Linked DNA regions of Mus musculus: regions 2 and 3 are each linked to region 1. The links are chromatin contacts, called in public HiCAR-type and Micro-C maps. All regions are on one chromosome and are shown on one strand. Each heading gives the region's core, a stretch centred on a gene start, on an enhancer-like site or on the middle of the called end of the contact. The rest is flanking DNA. Distances are from core to core; before and after follow the strand shown. Region 1 holds the start of Paqr9 (progestin and adipoQ receptor family member IX). Region 2 overlaps Pcolce2 (procollagen C-endopeptidase enhancer 2). Region 3 holds the start of Chst2 (carbohydrate sulfotransferase 2).

Region 1 (3,938 bases), core at 1,368-3,867:
TCTCTTTAATACGTGCTGGCATTAAAGGTACGCATTACCATGCTTAGCCAATTCTATGTCTTCGTCAAAAAGTTATATACTATTTACCTACCTAGAAATGTTGAACAGTCATTTACGGTCAATCTCATTGTTTTGAAGGGTAATTTTTTTTTAACCAAATAATGTCCCATTGTGACAGTTTCATAATTCTGTGGCACTGTGCTTGGCTCGTGCTCACCCATCTCCTCCCCTTGGTAGCGCCTCTCCTTCCTCCTTCACTGCTCCCGTCTCCCAGTCAGTCTACCTTCTGCTCTGCGGGCATTTGCTTTTGTAAGAATCTGACTGTGTACAGCAATGCTCTTCTTTAATCCCAGCATTCAGAGGCAGAGGCAAGTCAATCTCTAGGACTTCAAGGCCAGCCTGGTCTACATAGCAAATTCAAAGCCAGAGGGAGCTACCTAGTGAGAGCTTGTCTCAAACAAACCTAGTTCTGCATGTGAAAGAAAATCTGTGAAACTTCTCCCAATTATGTAAGTGAGCTGCTTATGAAACCAAGGGGTTGCAAATGTGGGAATTATGGTATGAGGAACACCGGTTCCAGTCCGCAGCTTAGGGTGTTTGTGGGGAAACAAAGGGAACATGAATTATTTTGTTCCTCTGACTTTCCTGTGGTTCCGAGATTTAGCATCCCCCCACTTGAATTGAATGCTTGACTCCTAATCGGTTTTACACGTTACCTCGGGTCCCTCTCCACGTGGTAAAGGAAGCTAGAGTTCAATTTTAAAGCTGAGGAAAACTAAAAGGGAAAGAGAGATAAATAAATGATCAGTTAAAAAACTTCAACCAAAACCCGAATTCATTGCAAACCCACTAGCCAAAAAATATGTGATAGGTCAGAAAGATATAACATTACCGTGCACCTTTGGCCTGATTGTGCAAGAGTTTGCAAAATCAACGAGTGGAAACTATTTCAGAGAAAAGGCTGAAACTTCCAAAAAGACTTGATTAATCCTAAACATTTACAATACAAAATGACAGTCTAGTTATAAACAACTTATCCATACTAATAATCTTCTTTAACCTCCTTACAAGATTCTGTTTAGTGATGAAGGTGGCCCTTTTGATTTTAAAATGAACATAAAATAAAAATTTAAAATTCAATCGAAAGCCTTTTCCTAAGTGGGATGGTCCTTCCTAGCAGTCCGATTCCTCCTAGTGAAGGTTAGTGGGTGTTCTAGTTTCATATATGAAGTCTAACAGCAGACTGCCTGTGTTCACATTCACCACCTGGGTGTACTCAACATGGCCATGGTGCCTCCATTTTCCTTATCTGCAAAATGGGGGAAAGAGTATCTAAGATATTTTAAAGCTGTAAGACATCAAGTGCCTAACACCTCAAAACTGTATGTATATCTTTGTTATACCAAGGTGAAGACTCCGGTCAGATGAAGCCACACCCGGAGTATCACTGAAAGATGGAACACGGTGAACATTTGAGACGTCACTGGGAGACCCCCATCTTGGAAGTCTAGGTTATGATATTTTTCACACCGCTGCTCATCACAAACCTCTGAACTCTTCAAGTCTCCTTTTCTTCGGGCCCCTTGCCTGAAGAAACTCATACTAGACCTGCCAGGTACTTCTAAGGTTAATTATGCATAGGTTTCTCTAAACCATCGATGCTAAGCCTCTAGGAACCCTCTCAACTCTCTTTTCTGGTTTGTTCTAGAAGACGCCTATAGTCTTCCCTCATCTGCTTCCTCCCGAGGCTCCTGCACAGCTCTGCTTGGGAAACCCTTTTTAATACATTCCCCGGCTCCTTAGAGGCGTTCTGAATCCCCAAACCATCATCTGAAACTGTTCCTGAAAATCCGTTGTCGAGCGCTCCTGAGCTCTTCATCGGATTCCTAGTTAAAGAAGCCACAGAGGAGTAAGCTGGGGCTTCCGAGTTGGTGAGTTGAGCTGAAGACCAGCTTGGGAATTGTCCCTTTAGGTCCCTTTAGACACCACAAAGAGAGAGAGGAGGAGGATAGTGACGCACCTGAATAGGTCCGCTAGAGTAAGGAAATAAACTAGGACTTGACGTGGATTGAGTAGGAGGGCAACACTCACACACACACACAGAGGGGGGCACACACACACTCACACACGGATGACAGACAGCAGAACAGAGAGGCAGGCAGCACCAGCTGTCTGACAACCGCCAAGCTCGGATTCGGACACCGTCTCTAAGCGGGTACCGCAGTGCCCTCCCTGACACCTCCGCAGGTTACAGTTAGAGCATCCCTCCGCCCAGCCCGGCTCCCCGCCCCCCACGAACTCGGGTCCCCAGTGTCCTCTAGAACGCCGGCGTGGCTGTCGCACTTCGAACCCCCTCGCCCACCCTTGCCCACCCTCTCGCCCTGGGCGCCGGCGGCCGCGTCTCTGGCCAGCCTCCGGCCCCGCATCAATCATTAACGCGGCGGCCCGAGCGGTCGCAGCCCGAGAAGGGGGGGATGGTAGGAGACGCAAGACAGGGGACACCTCCATCCCCCCGCCGCGGCGCAGACACCCTAACCCCGGGGGCCCCCGCCCTGCGCGGCGCCGCCCTCCCCCGCCAGCGCCTCGCGCACATCCCGCCTCCCGCCGCCCGCCCCGCGCGCACGATGCCCAGTCACCGCCGCGCCGCCGCCGCCGCCACCACCGCCACCACCGCCGCAGTCAGCCGCGCCACCGCCGCCACCGCAGCGCGGCCGGCCGCGGGCTGAGAGACCCGAGCGTGGCGAGGACGCCGCCGGCAAGCCGCGCGCGCAGCAGCAGCCTCCCGCCCGGTGCGCCGAGCCCCCGGAGCAGCCCGCTTCCAAGCCGAGGCCGCGTAGCCAACCTGCGGCCGCGGTCCCGCGCGCGCGCGCGCGCACAAAGGCTCCGACGGCGCCCGGCGCCCGCGGTGGCCTCGCGCGCGCCCTAGCTAAGCCCGGGGCACCATGCCGCGGCGCCTGCAGCAGCGGGGCGCCGGCGTGAAGGGACCGCCGGCCTCGACCTCCCGGCGCTCGCATCCCGCCTCCGCCTCCGCCCCCCGGAGCCCGCCGGCGGCCACGACCAAGCCGCTGCTGCGCTGGGACGAGGTGCCCGATGACTTCGTGGAGTGCTTCATCCTGTCCGGCTACCGGCGGCTGCCGTGCACCGCGCAAGAGTGCCTGGCCTCGGTGCTGAAGCCCACCAATGAGACGCTCAACTTCTGGACGCACTTCATCCCGCTGCTGCTGTTCCTCAGTAAGTTCTGCCGCCTCTTCTTCCTGGGCGGCAGCGATGTGCCCTTCCACCACCCCTGGCTGCTGCCGCTGTGGTGCTATGCGTCGGGGGTGCTGCTGACCTTCGCCATGAGCTGCACGGCGCACGTGTTCAGCTGCCTGTCGCTGCGCCTGCGCGCCGCCTTCTTCTACCTGGACTACGCTTCCATCAGCTACTATGGCTTCGGCAGCACCGTGGCCTACTACTACTACCTGCTGCCCAGCCTGAGCCTGCTGGACGCCAGGGTCATGACGCCGTATGTGCAGCAGCGCCTGGGCTGGCACGTGGACTGCACCCGCCTCATCGCGGTCTACCGCGCGCTCGTGCTGCCCGTGGCCTTCGTGCTGGCTGTGGCCTGCACCGTGGCTTGCTGTAAGAGCCGCACCGACTGGTGCTCCTACCCGTTCGCCCTGCGCACCTTCGTCTTCGTCATGCCGCTCAGCATGGCCTGCCCCATTATGCTAGAGAGCTGGCTCTTCGACCTGCGAGGCGAGAACCCCACACTCTTCGTGCACTTCTACCGCCGCTACTTCTGGCTGGTGGTGGCCGCCTTCTTCAACGTGAGCAAGATCCCTGAGCGCATCCAGCCGGGTCTCTTCGACATCATTGGCCACAGCCATCAGCTCTTCCACATCTTCACTTTCCTCAGCATCTATGACCAGGTGTACTACGTGGAAGAGGGCCTGCGC
Region 2 (3,986 bases), core at 1,411-3,910, 130 kb after region 1:
TACCCACAGTGCCCTGGGCCCTCCTACATGAGTTAATAATCAAGAAAAATGGAGAAATGGCTCAGGGGCTCAGAGATGGTTAGCATACTGGCTGCTCTTCCAGAGGACCTAGGTTAGATTCTCAGCATAAACATGGCGGCTTACAACTGTTTGGAACTCCAGTTCTAGGGGATCCAATCCCCTCTTCCAGCCTCTCTGGGCACCAGGCATACATGTGGTACACAGACATATATGTAGGCAAAACATTCATACACTTAAAACAAGATGCCTCCACAGACGCCTCCAGTCAGTCCGATGAAAGCATTTTATCAATTAAGAGTCTCTTTTCCTGGCTGTCTCTTGCTTGTGGCACAGCTTGACAGCTGACAAAGGACTACCCAGTACCATAAAGATATAGCTTCATCCTTCTACAATGCTTCTGAAGTCTTCAAAAAAAAATGTTTAAGACAAAGAGGGGAAGAAAAAGCACAAGAAACACAGAGAGACACAGAGAGACACACACTTTCATAAATCTCATTAAAAAAAACAAACCAAATCTGTAAGGTTTAAAAACAACCCCCTGACAACGTTAGGAGACAAAGACCCTGCAAGCCGCCATTGAGTTCCTTTTATGTCAGCCATCTACTGCTGGCTTGTGACCCACCCTTAGGAATGGTTTGTTTCCCCAGTGAGACTCCTTTAGAGAAAACTAATTTCTGTGTTTTAGGGCAGGAGGCTTTACAGCTCCAGTAAAAAACTGAACAGCTGCCCCATGCAGTCGTCTAAAATCTGAGCAGAGGTGTTTCAGGCCGTGTTGGCTGGTGGGAGGGCTGTGTGACAGTCTGTGTTCAGAACCCCAAGGCTACAGTTCACAGTGCAGCACAGGCAAGCACTGCCGAACACACCTCAGATCTAGATATCTTATGTGTTTGAAACTGAATTAATTTTCTAGCCATTGTGCATCCAGGAAACCCTTCAGCACTGCCAAGCCTTTTGTGGCAGCTCACATTCAGTTACAGGGCCCCACCTGAGCTGCAAGGGACTCTTAGCTAGGGTTTGTGTTGCTGTGATAAAATATCATCACCAAAATGCTACTTGGGGAGGAAAGAATTTATTTCTTCATATGTAGTCCATCCCCCAGGGAAGTCAGGGCTGGAGCTGGTGCGAAGACCATGGAGGGGTGCCGCTTACAGGCTTGCTCCTCTAAGCTTGCTCAGCCTGCTTTCTTAAACAGCCCAGGATTGTGAGCCCAGAGATGACACCATCCACAGTGCATGGTCATCCACCAAGAAGATGTCCTACAAACTTGCCTGCATGTCAGTCTTACGGAGGCATTTTCTCAGTGAAGATCGCCTCTTCCAAGATAGGGTTCAGTTTGTGTCCTGTTGTCAAAGGCCAACCAGCACAGACAGCTAAAGCTGTGAATTAGATGCCATTGGTGCCTCCCTAGTCGGGGCCGCTTGAACGCTTCCTATGCTCATCATATGTTACCTACAGAACAAAGTTACCGCCAATTGAGAATAACTGTGGGTCTAATTATACTTTTAACTGTGTCTCTGAGTGGATGGGACTGATAACTGTTTACTTCTTGAGATCCTAAGGAGAGCCAATGCCGGGTTCAAAATAAACAGCTTAGTGACGCCTCGAATCAAACCTAACACTTTACACGTGAGCAGCACTCCTAAGTCCCTGTGCTATTGACAACTAGAGAGCTGTGTATTTTAAGCACACCAAGAAAGCTCCTCTTTCCCTCACGAGAACACCAACTGATTCCTCTTGTGAAGAATTAGCCTGCGCTCTGTCACTTCAGATTTGTTGGGCAGCTTTTCTGTGTTTTTTCCCCCCTAAGCTGGGCACTCAGGTCAATTCTGTTATAATGTAAAGCATACATGCATACATATACATACATACATACATATACACACATACACACACACACACACATACACACACACACACACACACACATACACACACACACACACACACATACACACACACACACACACACACACACACACACACACACATATAAAGCAGTGGTTCTCAATCTTTTCCTCGGGTCATGTAGGACCATCAGAAACATCAGATATGTACATTACAATTCCCAACAGTAGCAAAATTACAGTCATGAAGTAGCAACAAGAATAATTTTATGGTTGGCGTTCATCCCAACGTGAGGAGCTGTATCAAAGGGTCACGGCACTGGGAAGGTCGAGACCCACTGCTCTAAAAGAAGCGAATGAGACTATATTTGGATTATCTTTGATCTCAGGTTTAACAGTCTGTAGAGAGGCCTGGGTTCCGTGAGGAAGAACAGTAGTTGGTAGCATGGAGAATGTCTCTTGCATGGTTCATAATTATTTCACTGCAATGGTAAGCTTGGTGGCTCGGGGAAATAAATGCTGATCTCAACTGGCTAGATTCTGACGTAAACACCAATTATATTTAAATTCATTTTCCTCAATCTCATGACTCCCTTCTCTGAATTTCTTCGTCGAATTAGGTCTAAAGCCCACTGTGGCCCTGTGTCAGCAGAAGTGTAGACGGATGGGGACTCTGGAGAGCAATTACTGTTCAAGCAACTTCGGTAAGAAACAGAAACCAGGCTTCTCTCTCTAATGAGAAACATGAGACGGTGTGCTTAATTTCACAGGCACTCCCATGACTTAGCAACACAGTTCATTTACCCACGGAAGCATAGTCCTGTCCACTAGAGCGTGTCCACCTGGGCTCTTTGAACTGTTTGGCTTCACAGTGAGAAAAATCAACTTTACAAACAGTTCTCACCCCTGGTGTCGTCCCCCCAACCCTGCCTGCCCCAGGTATCAGTTTAAAAGCTGACTCTTGATCCATGACACTGCTATTCGGTGTATTCTGATGGACTTTGTGAAAAAGCCTATATAGTCTTTTTTTTCACACACCAGAGAATTAATTACATGCTCGCATCTGGGATCCAGCTTAAGTACGTTCAATAGTTAGGCTCACATTCAAAAACTGGCCTCTCCCAAAAGGAGTAAGTATCTTCTCCGTACTGTCTTTTCTTTTTTTTTTTTTTTTTTTTTTTTTTTTCCATTTTTTATTAGGTATTTAACTCCGTACTGTCTTTTCAAAGTCCTAAGATAAAACGTGAAAAATCTGACACCCACCAGAAGCCCTTGTAAACTGGAACCTGAGGAGGGAGGAGCTAAGTGCTTGGGGTTTCTAAGGGATTTTTTTTCCAACTAAAAACTTGCACCATCGTGAAAACCACTTGAAAACAAAAGGTGCCAAATTTAATCTTATCAGGAAAAGAAAGTTGCTGCAGCCCAACAGGTTATCAAAAATAAGTCCCATTTCACCTCCGCCCTCACCTCCTCTCCCACTCTCGCCTCCAAGTTCTGGCTTGCTCGGTGCCTCAATGTGGTAACTGCCTGCAACCCCGGGTCTGTCTTATAGGAAAGGGATGGATTTTGTGCAGTTTTCATGCTGAGTTCAAATGACTGCATAAAAAACGGAAGCAAGTATTTGCAGCCACGCCTGGGTTAGTCTTCTGTGGAAGGATCTGCCTGCCTGCCCGTGCTTGGGAGCCCCCTGGTTTCTCTCCACTACAGCCTGACACTTTTCAGTGGACCCACATTACCAGGCATCAAAGAAAGGTGTTCTGGGAATTCCGATTTTAGGAGCTTGGTATATTACATAAGCGCTGGGGGCTCACACTGTCCTGAGGGGGTTAGGTTACCCGTGTCTAAAACCAGCTTTAGCTTATCATCTGTGGCTCACTTAATGGCACAGTGACCAAATATCACCAAGGGACGGACGGCGAGTTCTGAGCCGTGGAAGGAAACATTCCCGGGAGTAAGGTTTTGGTTGTATCGAGAGCGCCAGGTGCAAGCACACAGCTCTCACTGTGTTTTAAGTTCTAGCTCAGTTCTCTAACTTTCATTTTCTAAGTGAGATTAAACTGGGTTGCTAAGTGCTCGAGAGCAAGACTTATAACTCTATCCCTTAAGTGGTAAGGTATCCAC
Region 3 (3,910 bases), core at 405-2,904, 150 kb before region 1:
AGCGGTAGAGAGCGCTCAGCATGTCCCGCGCTGCCCCCTGCAGGGAAACGGCGTCCCCGGGGTACAGTTTTTGCCACACGTGCCACACAGGCTCATAGAGGAAGAACACCTCAGGGTTCTGGTTGAAGAGCTCACCGAAGAAGGACGAGCCCGAGCGCCACGTGGTGAACACATACACCAACTGCCGCTTGTCCCCTCCACCCCTGGTGCCTCGAGTAGCATTGCCCAGAGAGGCCGCAGCTCCTGCACTCCCAGCCGCGGCTGCGGGAACTGCCCCCACGCCCGCGGCAGGAGGGCGGTACGGGGTGCGGGGGTCCATGCGAGAGTGAGCGCGGGGTGGCGCTGCAGGAGGCGACCCCGGCCGTCCCCAGCCGGCCCCGGCCGCCCCTACCGCGGCACCCAGAGGCCCGTCGGGGTTGCACTGCTGCAGCGGCTCTTTATGCCACTTGTAGTCCAAGAGGTTGAGCATCGTGAGCACCAGTAGCAGTGCATAGCCCGCGCACAGCACCAGCGCCTTCCTGCGAAATACCTTCATCCCGAGCGGGGACGCAGGCCAGCGGCGTCCTGCGCGCCGGGGCCACGGCGGGAGCAGGGCCCGCTGCACGGCGGCAGGCGCGGCCGGCAGCGGCCGGGGAAGCGCACCGGGGGGCAGAGCTCGCGGCGAGCTGCGGCTCATCACAGGCACAGCCGGGGCCGGCGGCGCGGCGGAGGCGGCCCTGCAGCCCAGGAGGGGGACGCTGCAGGCCGGCTGCGGGCGCCGGGACTGGGGCCGCCGATCCGAGGCGGGCGCGGCGGCAGAGGCTGCTGGTCCCCGGCGCCCAGGGCTGGCTCTCCCATGGCAGCGGCTCCGAGAAGGACCTGCGAGGGGAAGCGGAGTGAATGGGTGAGCCCAGTCTCCGGTCCAGATGCCTCCTCCGCCTGAGTAACGCCCACCCTCTAGTCTGCGGGCTCCTCCACTCACCTGGAGCGGAGGGTGCGCCTCGGAGCGTCCCCAGATCCCCGACCGGCGGACTGTCCGGCTAGCACTCTCCTCGGTTTCTCTCCGGTTCTCTTCTGCTAGGGGTCCCCAAGCCTTCGAGGGAGCCGCGAGACTCCGCTGCCCTAGCCCTAGGCAGAGTTTTCCAGCAGCGGGCGCCCTGCACCCCGGGAGGGGAAACTTTCACCGGGCCCGGAGCCCAGCTCTGCGCTCCACCGAGCGCGGCGCGTCCCGGCTCCAGCGACGTCTCCTTAGGTCTCTCGGGACCGCTGCTTCCCTCCAGGCTCTGGGGCACGAAGCAGGCAGGAGGCGACAGTGGGGGGTGGCTTACATACGCCCCAGCTCCAGGCTGTTCTGCTCTCCATCGCTCTCTCTTGGCCTCCACGTAGCGAACCTTCCCATCCCTCCGGCGGCCGCGGATAGGGTGCAGCGCGGCCCCGCAGCGGCGGCTGCTTCTTCCATCACCCGGAGGATGTCCTGGCGGGCGGCTCAGGCGAGCCCCGGCGCTCCGTGGCCGCGGACTGGCCCAGGACTCTGTACACCTAGCTGAAGGCAAAAGAGCGGGACCCCCCACCCCCGCGTCACCAGCGGCTTCTGCCCTACGAGGTCCCGAGGCAGAGGAAGCCCCCGCCGCGGCCGCACTAAAGCGGCGCCCGGGAGGATGCTGCTACCCGACTCCCCCTACGCCGGGCGCCTGCAACGCGCTCGGGCCGGCCTCTGCGCGGCTCCTGCCAGCCCGCTCGGGGTTGGTGCGCGCCGCCGTCTGTCGCCCCGGCTCCTCCCCTTCGCCGTGCTCCCCTCCTCCTCTGCCTGTCCCACACCCGCCCTCCTCGCAGCTCCAGACTCCCGCCGCCACCTCCTTAGGGGCTGGAGATGCGACCCGGTTCAAGGAGGCGCTGCTAGGGCCTCCAGCCGTTAGTAGCAGAACAGAGCTCTAGGTGCGCCCGGGGCGCGGCGCCGGCGCCTGATTCCCAGCTCGCCCGCACAGCCGGAGACTTGGGTTCTCTGTAGCTGCACGACTCGGCTCCCAGGATTCGCTCTGGAGAAGAGTTGGTGATAAAAGTTTGAGCAGAAATACCCCGGACGTACGCTCCTTTCATCCCCAGCGGTCAGCACTGGTGTCCCCTCCTAGGACGCGAGCAGCACCGCCCAACAGCGCTGTGTGCAGCGGGAACCCAGTTCTGAAGCCTTGGCCCTGGTGCTAGCCCATTCCAGCGGGTTTGTGGTTTCTCCCTCAAGGAGGAAGTAATAAATCTTTCTGGGCCCGGGGTCACTGAAGAGGCTTCAGAGTATGCCTCTCCGCAACCTTTCCGAGTGTCCTGGATTTGGACAAGGCCACAAGGTTTCGATGATCCCACCCCCACCTCCTGCCCGGCAGATGTTCTAGGCTTGTGGAGTTTCCACCTCTGCTGACACCCTCTGAGACAGGGCTGCTGGGGGGAGGGGAGGGCGCTTTGTTTAAATTTGTGGTGTGATAGTGAGTCCATTGACTTTAAAGAGGAAGAGATGAGATCAAAGAACTTGATCGCAAAGGAAAACGTTTTTGGACGTTGAAAGTTACTTTTTAGTTTGGTCTGCGTTGGTTTGTATACTTTTCTTTCGCTGATGAGGGAATAAACTTCCATTGTAAAATGGGACAGCTACAGGATGGGTGGAGGTTAGAGGGCACATAGGAAAGATTGTACTCCAGTTTCCACCTAGAAGGGCAGAAAGATGAGTCATTGCGGTCCGGAGGTGAACTACTGATCACTGGGAGACTGATTGCCCCCCGTCTCTCAGAAGCTTTTACAAGTAAAACATAATTACTGCAAAATTATCATAGTCTACCTGGAGCAGCCCACCTCGGCTGATGACCCTCCTAAATTTAAAGCGTTGCCATTGACGACTTTTTTTTTTTTCAGGGTATTGTACAGAATCTTCTGGGTACAGGGATTGTTGAAAAAAAAATGACTTAATTCAATTGTTTTATGGCTTTAACTGGTTTGGTTTTGTTTCAGTTTGGTTTGGGATTTTTGTTTTGTTTTGTTTCAGTTTTTGTTGTTGTTGTTGTTGTTGTGTGGGTTTCATTTCAGGTTTTAAAACTTAAAAAATAGTATGATGTAGGACCAGGGAAATGGCTCCATGGGTAAAGGCACTTGCACCCAAGCCTGAGATCTGAATTTTGAACCCAGGAATCCACATGCTGGAAGGAGAGAAATGATCCTTATGAGTTGTTCTTTGAAATCCATATGTGCTCCCTGACACATAATCCTCCCATCCACATACACACAGGAGGCAAAACCAAGAATGTTAATGGTTTGACTTGGTCCCACTTTCCAGAAAAATCCATGTTATGAGTAAGGTTCAGCTGAAGTATTCCCTTAGAGTTCTAATAAAGTATATGAATAAGACATTTCTAGAGCATATCTTACACAAATTGGGATGGAAGAATGGAGCTCAGGTTTATTTATTTATTTATTTATTTATTCACTGATCGCAGCCACACACCCCTACAATTTTTTAAACACGCGTGTGTATAGGATGTACATGTGACACAGCACTGATATGGACATCAGAGGACAACCTGAAGAAGTTGTCTCTTCCCTGTGTGGATTCTGGAGATAGAGAGAGGTCTGCTGTTTGGTGTAGTGAGCGTCAAGGACCTTCCTGGACTAAGCCATCTCTTAGTCCCATCAAATTTCACATGTAACATTTTTTTTACAGTAACAAAATGAACTTTATTCATCTAGAACTATACTGTGACTGTTTACATACTTCATCTATAGACTTTGAAAGAGCTAGCTAGCTACAATAGGTAATGAAGAATAAAGCAATAAAATAAGCAGTGACCATCAACACCAAATGTAATGAGTTTCCACCTAAGTGTGATACTAACACAGCACATACGTTATATAATTAAGAGAAAAGACCAGAAACTGATTTTGTCGCAATCCA

What was found. A called contact is a pair of places that touch in the nucleus more often than the background predicts. HiCAR-type assays count read pairs that join an accessible place to other places.
Region 2: a HiCAR-type map of kidney shows a contact between it and region 1, with 5 times the contacts expected there. The contact joins the enhancer-like site here to the promoter of Paqr9 in region 1. A contact is called at or near these places in 22 of 39 promoter capture datasets (the 3T3-L1 cell line, 3T3-L1-derived adipocytes, the C10 cell line and 14 more), 6 of 15 datasets of contacts at CTCF or cohesin (the G1E-ER4 cell line, embryonic stem cells, large pre-B cells and 3 more), 63 of 484 Hi-C or Micro-C datasets (the AtT-20 cell line, B cells, the BV-2 cell line and 29 more), 7 of 115 datasets of contacts at active chromatin or transcription factors (bone marrow-derived dendritic cells, embryonic stem cells, fetal liver and 1 more) and 4 of 9 other capture datasets (adipose tissue, embryonic stem cells, liver and 1 more).
Region 3: a contact with region 1 is called in a Micro-C map of embryonic stem cells, with 3 times the contacts expected there. The contact joins the promoter of Chst2 here to the promoter of Paqr9 in region 1. A contact is called at or near these places in 6 of 484 Hi-C or Micro-C datasets (all in embryonic stem cells) and 1 of 9 other capture datasets (pancreatic islet).

Annotation. Positions count from the first base shown.
Region 1 is chr9:95,557,017-95,560,954 of GRCm38.p6, forward strand. Paqr9 (progestin and adipoQ receptor family member IX) reads left to right here and starts at 2,618. Exons shown (of 1, transcript NM_198414.3): 1 at 2,618-3,938. The coding sequence starts at 2,943.
Region 2 is chr9:95,690,376-95,694,361 of GRCm38.p6, forward strand. It overlaps Pcolce2 (procollagen C-endopeptidase enhancer 2), which reads left to right. Exons shown (of 9, transcript NM_029620.2): 7 at 2,486-2,569. Among named protein-coding and RNA genes, the nearest start is that of Gm39407, 15 kb to the right of the region's middle. Within about 2 kb of position 2,661, at least 18 of the 459 cell types and tissues checked have an H3K27ac peak or open chromatin away from gene starts, as enhancers often do. A contact at or near this core is called in the CH12 cell line, kidney, muscle stem cells and 2 more, where this site is marked.
Region 3 is chr9:95,405,616-95,409,525 of GRCm38.p6, forward strand. Chst2 (carbohydrate sulfotransferase 2) reads right to left here and starts at 1,655. Exons shown (of 2, transcript NM_018763.2): 1 at 962-1,655; 2 at 1-858. The coding sequence starts at 676.